Linked DNA regions of Sus scrofa: all the other regions are linked to region 1. The links are chromatin contacts, called in public HiChIP or PLAC-seq and promoter capture Hi-C maps. All regions are on one chromosome and are shown on one strand. Each heading gives the region's core, a stretch centred on a gene start, on an enhancer-like site or on the middle of the called end of the contact. The rest is flanking DNA. Distances are from core to core; before and after follow the strand shown.

Region 1 (2,727 bases), core at 4-2,503:
TTTGTTATTTGCCTGCACTTACAAGCCATGAGTTTGGTGATGCCTATTCTCTGCTGCAATCTCTGCAGTTTCCTCTACTTCCCAATTTCCTTTAATCCTCAAACAAGCTGTTACCTCAGAATTTACCCCTCTATGCTCCCTTTATATTCCTGTGCTTATCTCTTGCTACATTGCACCTTGTTTTGGTTTCTCCCTGTTAGATTTTCTTTGGGATAAGTGGTGTTTTATTAACATTGTATCTTTAACGAATGACACGTGTCATAAGAATTTATTGAAAACAAATGCACTACTTTGTGCCTGCATTTCTTGAAATAACAACTGTCTTCATCATTATTCTTAGAATGAGCTTAACAGCATCCAATACCGTCGTTGTTTCAACCAAGTTTAGAATACTCTTGACATCTCAATATTAAATCATGAGTCAGTCTAGAATCTTGCAGATTCATTGGCCTTTGAACTAGTCTAACACAAATGTCATTTTGTTGACAAGGGCTGCTAAATACAAGAGGTAAGCTAATTGGAAATGCAAGTGTCACCTTTTTATGATGATAGAAGTGGCTCTGAAAAGAGCCTTTTGTTTTGTTGTTTTTATGCCGAGTACTTATTTGGCTTTGTGGTGGCTCTCGGTCTTCTTGGGCAACAGCACGGCCTGGATGTTGGGCAGGACACCGCCCTGAGCGATGGTAACTTTGCCCAGCAGCTTGTTGAGTTCCTCGTCGTTGCGGATGGCCAGCTGTAGGTGACGCGGGATGATGCGTGTCTTCTTGTTGTCACGAGCTGCGTTGCCCGCCAGCTCTAGGATTTCTGCGGTCAGATACTCCAGCACCGCCGCCAGGTACACCGGAGCACCTGCGCCGACCCGTTCAGCATAGTTGCCTTTACGAAGCAGGCGGTGCACTCGGCCCACCGGAAACTGAAGGCCAGCCCGTGAGGACCGGGTTTTGGCCTTGGCGCGAGCTTTACCCCCTTGCTTTCCTCGTCCAGACATAACTGGGAGACTGAACAGCAGTTGTCAAAGATGACTGAGTCTGAGGTCCCGAAACCACAGTTTATAGCCACTGCAGGGCGCGAAAAGGAAGCTGTACGATTGGCTAACGTTTCACTTTCGTTTTGACCAATGGAAACACGACTAGATAGGATGCGTTCCTTGATTGGGTAAAACAGATCTGTGAGGTCAGTGGAGAGTAACAGCCAATCGCCAGAAAGCTTGTTTCCACCTCATTTGCATAAACCCTAGCCCTTAAAGAGGCGCCTCTCTGGCCTTCGGCTGTTCATTTTACATCGAACGCCAGACTTCATCATGCCTGATCCAGCTAAGTCCGCTCCTGCCCCCAAAAAAGGCTCCAAGAAAGCCGTGACTAAGGCGCAGAAAAAGGACGGCAAGAAGCGCAAGCGCAGCCGCAAGGAGAGCTACTCGGTGTACGTGTACAAGGTGCTGAAGCAGGTCCACCCCGACACCGGCATCTCGTCCAAGGCCATGGGCATCATGAACTCTTCGTCAACGACATCTTTGAGCGTATCGCGGGCGAGGCCTCGCGGCTGGCGCATTACAACAAGCGCTCGACCATCACGTCCCGGGAGATCCAGACGGCCGTGCGCCTGCTGCTGCCCGGGGAGTTGGCCAAGCACGCCGTGTCCGAGGGCACCAAGGCTGTCACCAAGTACACCAGCTCCAAGTAAATGTGTTCGTAGGCAGTGTCAAACCCAAAGGCTCTTTTCAGAGCCACCTAACCTTTTTCAAAAAAGAGCTGTGGTGCTTTGTCTGTCTCTTGGAGGGGCGGGGTGAAGTGCGTAGGGCTCTGGGTGGTAATTGAAAATAACACTTGCCCCAAACTTGCGGTTTATCTGACAGGTGTTCAGGGAAGGAACTCGAGTCCCCTAGATTCAAATGATTTTTAGTACCTTCTGTAAGTGGCACCTGGAAGCCTATAATTTTCGACTTCTGCTGTCTACGTGTACAGGTACTACAAACTTGTACACTGCAGTCCTTCCCCTCATCATTTTGCAGCAGGTCACAATGCCCTGTGAAAATGCAGGAACTAAAGAACAAGTGATCCAGCTACAAGATGTGATCTGAAGAGCTTTCTAACTCCTTAAGAGACAAATAAGTATTCGTGAAAAGAGCCTTTACAAGTTGACGGAAATATAAGATACAGGGGAATCGCCGCTAAGGGCATAGAGGGTTTGGCTCTGGTGCTTCAGGGAACAAAGTCCATAGCCAGGCAGTCTTCGGCTTGGCGTATTTAAGTAGGTTAACGCCGTCAGGATCACGGTGTCTTAAAAAAAATCTCAGCGCCTGGTGGATATCTAGAGGGAACCAGGTGCTCTTGACTCCATCGCTGCGGGCAAGGAACCTAATGGGCTTGGTGATGCTCTGGATGTCACACAGCACCTTACCGTGACGCTTAGAATCACCATTACCCTAGTCCTTCCCTGCCTTGCCTCGGCCTTGCTATGTTGAAAATACATAGAATTCTGTGGTGGCTCAGCTGGCTAAGGATCAAGCATTGTCACTGCTCTGGATCTGATTACTGCTGTGGTATTCCATTCCTGGCCTGGCCTCCTTCCCCGAAACCCCCCAAAAGAAACTAGCATCCAGACTCCAGTCAGATGGTTCTCTAGGACATTAGTCTGATAGCTGAGACTCCCGACTTTCCGAATAAAGTTATTCCTTGCCCCGACACCTCATCTCCCAATTTGTTGACCTGTCCTGCAGCAGGCAGAACA
Region 2 (2,832 bases), core at 9-2,508, 580 kb after region 1:
CATATGAACTCACATGTATTTCTGAGTGGTATAGAGGGGTTTTTAAATGGAAATGTCTTAGACAAATTTGCATCGAGCACCTGTCCAACTTATTGCCTTGTTAAGAAGGGAAACAACAAGATGACAAAAGCATGTGTCTTTCAGAGAAAGTATGAAAATGAGGGAGTGACAGGGCTGGGGAAGGGATGCTTATACAAGTTGCCTGTTTAAAAAAGAAAGAAAGAAAGAAAAAAAAAACCAGGAAAACAGTTCATTACGTAAGTATTGCTCTTACTTGTCTTATGGTTATAAAAACATCACATTCATATCAGTCATTTGAGGGAATCTGGAACATTGCCATCTGAGAGACTAGGCTTGGTTACCCTTAGAAACAGTAACAACAACAGTAATAATAATACACCTAAGAAGAAAATCTAGAGGCTATGTTGAAGCTGTATGGTGTTACATACATATAATTTTATACAAATTGTATAATGTTTTTCTTCCATTAACACTGAAGCAGGCCATGTCAGAAACAGAGGTACGAGGCCAAACACCAGGGCCCAAGTCCTGATTTAAAACAGGTATTGCCAGGGACTTTTCTCAAGACTCAAGGCAATATGCAACAGTTGGTCTATTTCTTAACTTTGGGATGCTTTTTTCTTTTTGACAGGGAGAGCAGAAGGCCCAAGTGGTGGAAAGCTCAGCCCTTCGGTGGCCACTGAGGAGGGGATTCTCAGAGGTGAGGCCGCCTAAGATGGAGAGGAGAGGGGAGAAAGAGCCCAGGCCAGTGGCAGACCTATTCAGGGCCACAGCCCTGCGGGCCCTATGCTTTCAAATCCTCTTCTTGCTTCTCCTTTTTCTGCCCTAGAGCTTCCCTGGAGACTTCTCACTCCAGCAGGGCCTGTAATGACCCTCCCCTCCCGAATTCCGCTATTCTTGAGAATGGGAGGCAAGGCGGAGGTGGGGGGGACCCTAGGTGACCTCATCACTACGAGGGCCGGATTGCAGGAGGGTCCCGAATCTAGGCAGGGCGGCCGCACTCCCCCCATTTTCCGGAGACGCTCGCAAAGGCCTCCTTCCGAGGTGCTTACCCGAGTCTCGCGGCCGTCCGAGCGGCGCGGGGCTCCCGACTGCCGGCCTGCTGCGCAGGTGCCCTCGGCTGGGGCAGGGCCGGCGTGAACCCTGCGATCGTGGAGAGACGCCCGGAGCCCGGCACAGCCGGGAACAGGAAGGCAAGGCAAGGCGGGGATGCGCTTCCGGGGCTGCGGGCGTCGGGCCACCTCGCGTCGCAGTCGGGGACAGCCCGGTTCTCCCCTCGTGATACTAGTGTCCGCCTCCGGGGGCCGCAGACTCCGGACCTACTTTGAATAGTGTCGCCACAGCACCACAGGCCGGGACAAGTGAGATAAGAAAAGGAGGGAAACGTATTTATGATTTTTTCAAATAAATGGTTTAAAGGAAATGTATGGTGGTAGAAAAACGTTTGTTTCCGCCCGGTTTCGAACCGGGGACCTTTCGCGTGTGAGGCGAACGTGATAACCACTACACTACGGAAACCTTGCGGTGATGGTTTTCCCCGACTGGTAGTTCATTCTACGGAACTCCCCACCCCCATGCCTCCGCTGCCCATTTGCTCCGTTCCTGTAAATCTCCGTCGTTAACGTGCACTTGGCGTCTGTGTACCATTCTCCTAAATCAGAGAAGCCAATTAAATGCGAAAGCCAAGCCCGTAGGGCGCATAGATCTGGAGCCGAGTTCTTAATAATTTATTCCGGAAATGGCTGGATAGGGGAGAACGAATGCGACTTTAACCCCTTCACTACCATTTCTCAGTCTGAACTAGATTTTAATTTCTTTCCCTTTGTTTACTATGTTACCTTTAGTTAGAATGGACTGGCGAAGCTGGGCGTGACACCCGGCCCGCGCGCATTTCTCCCGCTGGCGCCACCTCATGGCCGTACGCGGAATTGCTCTGCTAAGGAGTGACGTCTCCCGTTGCGGTTAAAACTGGCGCTTTCTCGCTCCCGAGACTTCCAGGCACACCTCACTTTATAAGGATTTCCTAACTTGATCGAACGTCTCAGCGGTAGGCAGAGGAGGTAAGTAAAAAGTAACCACGCACATCGAGCCAGCCAGGAGTCGAACCTGGAATCTTCTGATCCGTAGTCAGACGCGTTATCCATTGCGCCACTGGCCCGGCGTGTGTACACTTTTCAGGCGGGCATGCCTTCATCAGAAACAAGGCGGCGGCGCTGCTTCACGCGGTGCGGTCTGCGCCTGGGCCTGCAAGTTGCGTTGTCCTAGCTAGTTCAGACTTGCAGCGCGTGGACTCCCAGGCAGCCACTTTGCTTGCACGCGCGTCCCCCAGTGTCTGTAGTCCTGTCTCAGTGTGTCTGAACCAACCGAAAAATGGCGGTAGGAGGCAAGCCTGGCACTCTCTCGGCCTCAGTATCACCCCCATTCAATAATTCATTCATTCAACCGATATTACCATTCAAGGTACCGGAAATACAACTGTCAAGAAAATAGATTTGGGTAGGGGGATGCTGGAGGTTTGGGATGGAAATGCATTATACAACTACAAATGTAATAAATTCATTGAGTAATATAAATAAAATAAAATTTTTTTTTCACAAAAGAAAGAAAATAGATGTCATCCTTGCCCTGAAGAAGACTGTATGGAAGTAGCGAAGACGGTAATAAAGCACTAAATAAATAAAATAATAGTGATAAGCACTTAGAGGGAAGAATAAAACAAACGGGAAAAGGAATAGGAAAACCCAGCAGGGAAGGTGATGAAAGATAAATGTGGGTATTGGGGAAAGAGCGACCTGGAACAGGGGGAATCTC
Region 3 (2,898 bases), core at 179-2,678, 860 kb after region 1:
CGTGAATACAGTATTTCCTTTTTAAAAGCTATGTTTGATTAAATGCCACATTCCTCTAAGAAATGCTTGTTCTTTTCCAGAAGTATTTACTTATGTAACCTTCCTCTTGGAGAAAGATTGTATGTCTGTTATAACTGTCCTTTAAACTAAGAATCATAGCTCCAATTGTTCTCTTCCAAATTCTTAGAAATTGCACGATACATTTTGTAAACAAGACTCTCAAGAGAATGAAAAAACTATTAGAGAAAACACATCAAAGGCTTATGGAAGCATTAACGTAGAGCTCTTATGTTGAGGAAAACCAGGGAGGCTCAAGTTACTCAGGCTAGTGCGGACTTGTTTGAAAACCGCAGTCGCGCGCGCGCGCACGCGCGCGGGAATTACACGTCACTACTTCATTTGCCCTGGTCCTAGGCGACTGCCCAGGGCCGAATTGTGAGAGAGGCATTTTATTCTCTCAGTAGTTTGATTAGTAATATGAAATCATTTTAGCATCATTAACAATTTTACAGCCACAAACAAATTAAAGGGAGATGGCCTTAACATTATACCTTGGGCCCGACCCTCTTGCTTTCAAACTAAGGCAATTTATCCCCATCTCCCCTCCCCCAACACCTCCCCACGAGCAATGTCTGAGAACAGTTTAGTTCACCCACAGCTTGCTTGCGCCCATCATGCGTTAGGTTTTGAGGTTGGGCTATGTTGTGAGTATGAAAAGGCATTGAAAGTTCGCTAAGCCCATTGGGCTGCAGGAACAAACTGCAATTAACAGAAACTGTTTGCATGCTATGTTTTCCATAGGCGCAACTTTAATGCTAATTGCGGTGTTAGCCAGTTCCTCTGTTTTTCAAATTCTTTTGCCCCAAATACATAATGCATCCTGGTGCGGACCAAGAGCGCCAGTGCCTCCGGTCTTTACCACACATCACTGTTCAGAGCTGCCAGGAAAGGCAGTGGCATCAATGAGAACTTGTCTCGAACCTGCAGATCAGGCCTCCAACCCCTCGATTTCCTCTCCCTCCCAACCTTTTGCATTTATTGCAGTTAGGAACGAATGTCCCTGACCTTGCTTCCTAGAGGTGAAGGCTCAGGTGAAACTCTTTGATTCTTACGTGATTGCCTTACAGCGCCCCGACCTGCAAATAAACCCTGCATTTTTTAAAAGGGAAACAGCACCCTCTGATGGTAATGGGCAGCAAAGCCGTACTCTCCCTTGCCTAGTATTTGTCTCCACGAGGCAACCGGCGAGAAGGGTGGAGGGTTTGTTGTTGGGCGCCTCAGTGCCAGCGCCAGGGAAGCGGGACCATAGGGTTCAGGTGCCGGCGACTGCCTTCTGAGACCCTGGGGGGAACGCAGGGGGCGCTAGGGTGCCGGGGGCGGGCGCCGGCGCGCACCAATCACAGCGCGGCCCCGCCCTATAAATACCGCGCGTCCGGGCTCGTGCTGTCTTACTGCTTTGTCAGGTCCTAGCTGTTTTCCTATTCTTGTTCTGCTCTCACCATGTCCGAGACCGCGCCGCCCGCCCCGGCTGCTTCCACTCCTCCGGAGAAGCCTTCGGCTGGCAAAAAGACGAAGAAGCCTGCGAAAGCTGTAGCAGCTGCGAAGAAAAAGCCTGCGGGTCCTTCAGTTTCGGAGCTGATCGTGCAGGCCGTTTCCTCCTCTAAGGAGCGCAGCGGCGTGTCCCTGGCTGCGCTCAAGAAGGCACTGGCGGCTGCCGGCTACGATGTGGAGAAGAACAACAGCCGCATCAAGCTGGGTCTCAAGAGCCTGGTGAGCAAAGGCACCCTAGTGCAGACCAAGGGTACCGGCGCCTCCGGTTCTTTCAAACTCAACAAGAAAGTGGCCTCTGTGGAAGCCAAGCCCAGCGCCACAAAAGTGGCAGCGAAAGCTAAGGCAACTAGTGCTTCTAAGAAGCCCAAGAAGGCCACCGGGGCGGCTGCTGCTAAGAAGGCTGTCAAGACTCCGAAAAAGGCTAAAAAGCCAGCGGTAGCGAAGAAGCCTTCCAAGAGTCCCAAGAAGCCCAAGGCTGTGAAGCCTAAAAAGTGGCTAAGAGCCCTGCCAAAGCCAAGGCTGTGAAACCCAAAGCTGCCAAGGCAAAGGTGACCAAGCCAAAGACTGCCACGAAGCCCAAGAAGGCAGCACCCAAGAAGAAGTAAAGTTCCGGTTGGAATCTTCAGTAACCCAACGGCTCTTTTAAGAGCCACCAACTTATTTCAAAGAAAGAGCTTTAGTACAGAGAAACCTTACAAACTGCAGTCTTTGCAAATGCAGCGTTTCTAAGGCTGTGTTTGTCCCACAATGTAGAGGCTCAGGGTAAACTTTGCTGTGGGGTCCTAAGTTAACTACTGAAGAAACTAGCGTTTTCTGGTCTCCCAGCAGAGGCTCAGGAGCTCTTTTGCCTGAATCTTGGGCATCTTTACATAAATACCTGGGGGAATGTTGGGGGCCTGTCCAGGTCTCCTCATATCGGTTTTCCGTGGTAATTACCTGTAGCTGTGTTTGAACCTGTGGCTCGGGCTGGGTCCTTATACTATATGCTGGTTTGTCCCTACAATTCCTGAGTGTTCTCTTGAGATTTCTGGGGGCATTACATTCTAGGGTGATATTGCTAAATCGGCATTTTACAAAATGGGGTGGCCCTGTGAAAAATTGTAACCAGTGAAACTTAAGGCTTAACACTACAGGGTGTGGCTGGGGAGCTGTCTGACCTTAGGGATGATGGAGACCCTCTGGCCTGCCAGGCGCTCAGATTGGTGTCTCGAGCTCAGCAGGTAGGCCTCGCACAGCTACCGCACCATCAGGCGGAGCTCTGACCTTGCAAGTCGTTCTGGCTCCGCGACTTAACCTTGGGTCGATTTGCAGGTTGTCAGCTAGTTTCCTGCCATGCGTCAGGACAAA

The links. Promoter capture Hi-C pulls out the DNA fragments that hold promoters and counts their contacts. HiChIP or PLAC-seq counts read pairs in DNA pulled down with a chosen protein or histone mark.
Region 2: a contact with region 1 is called in a promoter capture Hi-C map of fetal liver, with 6 times the contacts expected there. The contact joins the promoter of HMGN4 here to the promoter of LOC110261671 in region 1. A contact is called at or near these places in 2 of 5 promoter capture datasets (fetal liver and fetal skeletal muscle), 2 of 47 Hi-C or Micro-C datasets (embryonic fibroblasts and liver) and 1 of 2 datasets of contacts at active chromatin or transcription factors (skeletal muscle).
Region 3: an H3K27ac HiChIP or PLAC-seq map of skeletal muscle shows a contact between it and region 1, with 13 times the contacts expected there. The contact joins the promoter of LOC110261478 here to the promoter of LOC110261671 in region 1. A contact is called at or near these places in 8 of 47 Hi-C or Micro-C datasets (alveolar macrophages, blood, differentiating spermatogonia and 5 more) and 1 of 2 datasets of contacts at active chromatin or transcription factors (skeletal muscle).

Annotation. Positions count from the first base shown.
Region 1 is chr7:21,581,048-21,583,774 of Sscrofa11.1, reverse strand. It overlaps LOC110261671 (histone H2B type 1-H-like), which reads left to right and starts at 1,253. Exons shown (of 2, transcript XM_021099844.1): 1 at 1,253-1,490; 2 at 1,493-1,732. The coding sequence starts at 1,301. The coding sequence ends at 1,680. LOC100157763 (histone H2A type 1-H) reads right to left here and starts at 1,040. Exons shown (of 1, transcript XM_001928557.5): 1 at 223-1,040. The coding sequence starts at 988. The coding sequence ends at 602.
Region 2 is chr7:20,997,339-21,000,170 of Sscrofa11.1, reverse strand. It overlaps HMGN4 (high mobility group nucleosome-binding domain-containing protein 4), which reads right to left and starts at 1,258. Exons shown (of 2, transcript XM_001928253.7): 1 at 1,074-1,258. It overlaps TRNAR-ACG (a tRNA gene), which reads right to left and starts at 2,179; the gene lies at 2,107-2,179. It overlaps TRNAV-CAC (a tRNA gene), which reads right to left and starts at 1,539; the gene lies at 1,467-1,539.
Region 3 is chr7:20,716,446-20,719,343 of Sscrofa11.1, reverse strand. LOC110261478 (histone H1.1) reads left to right here and starts at 1,428. Exons shown (of 2, transcript XM_021098429.1): 1 at 1,428-2,041; 2 at 2,044-2,221. The coding sequence starts at 1,501. The coding sequence ends at 2,156.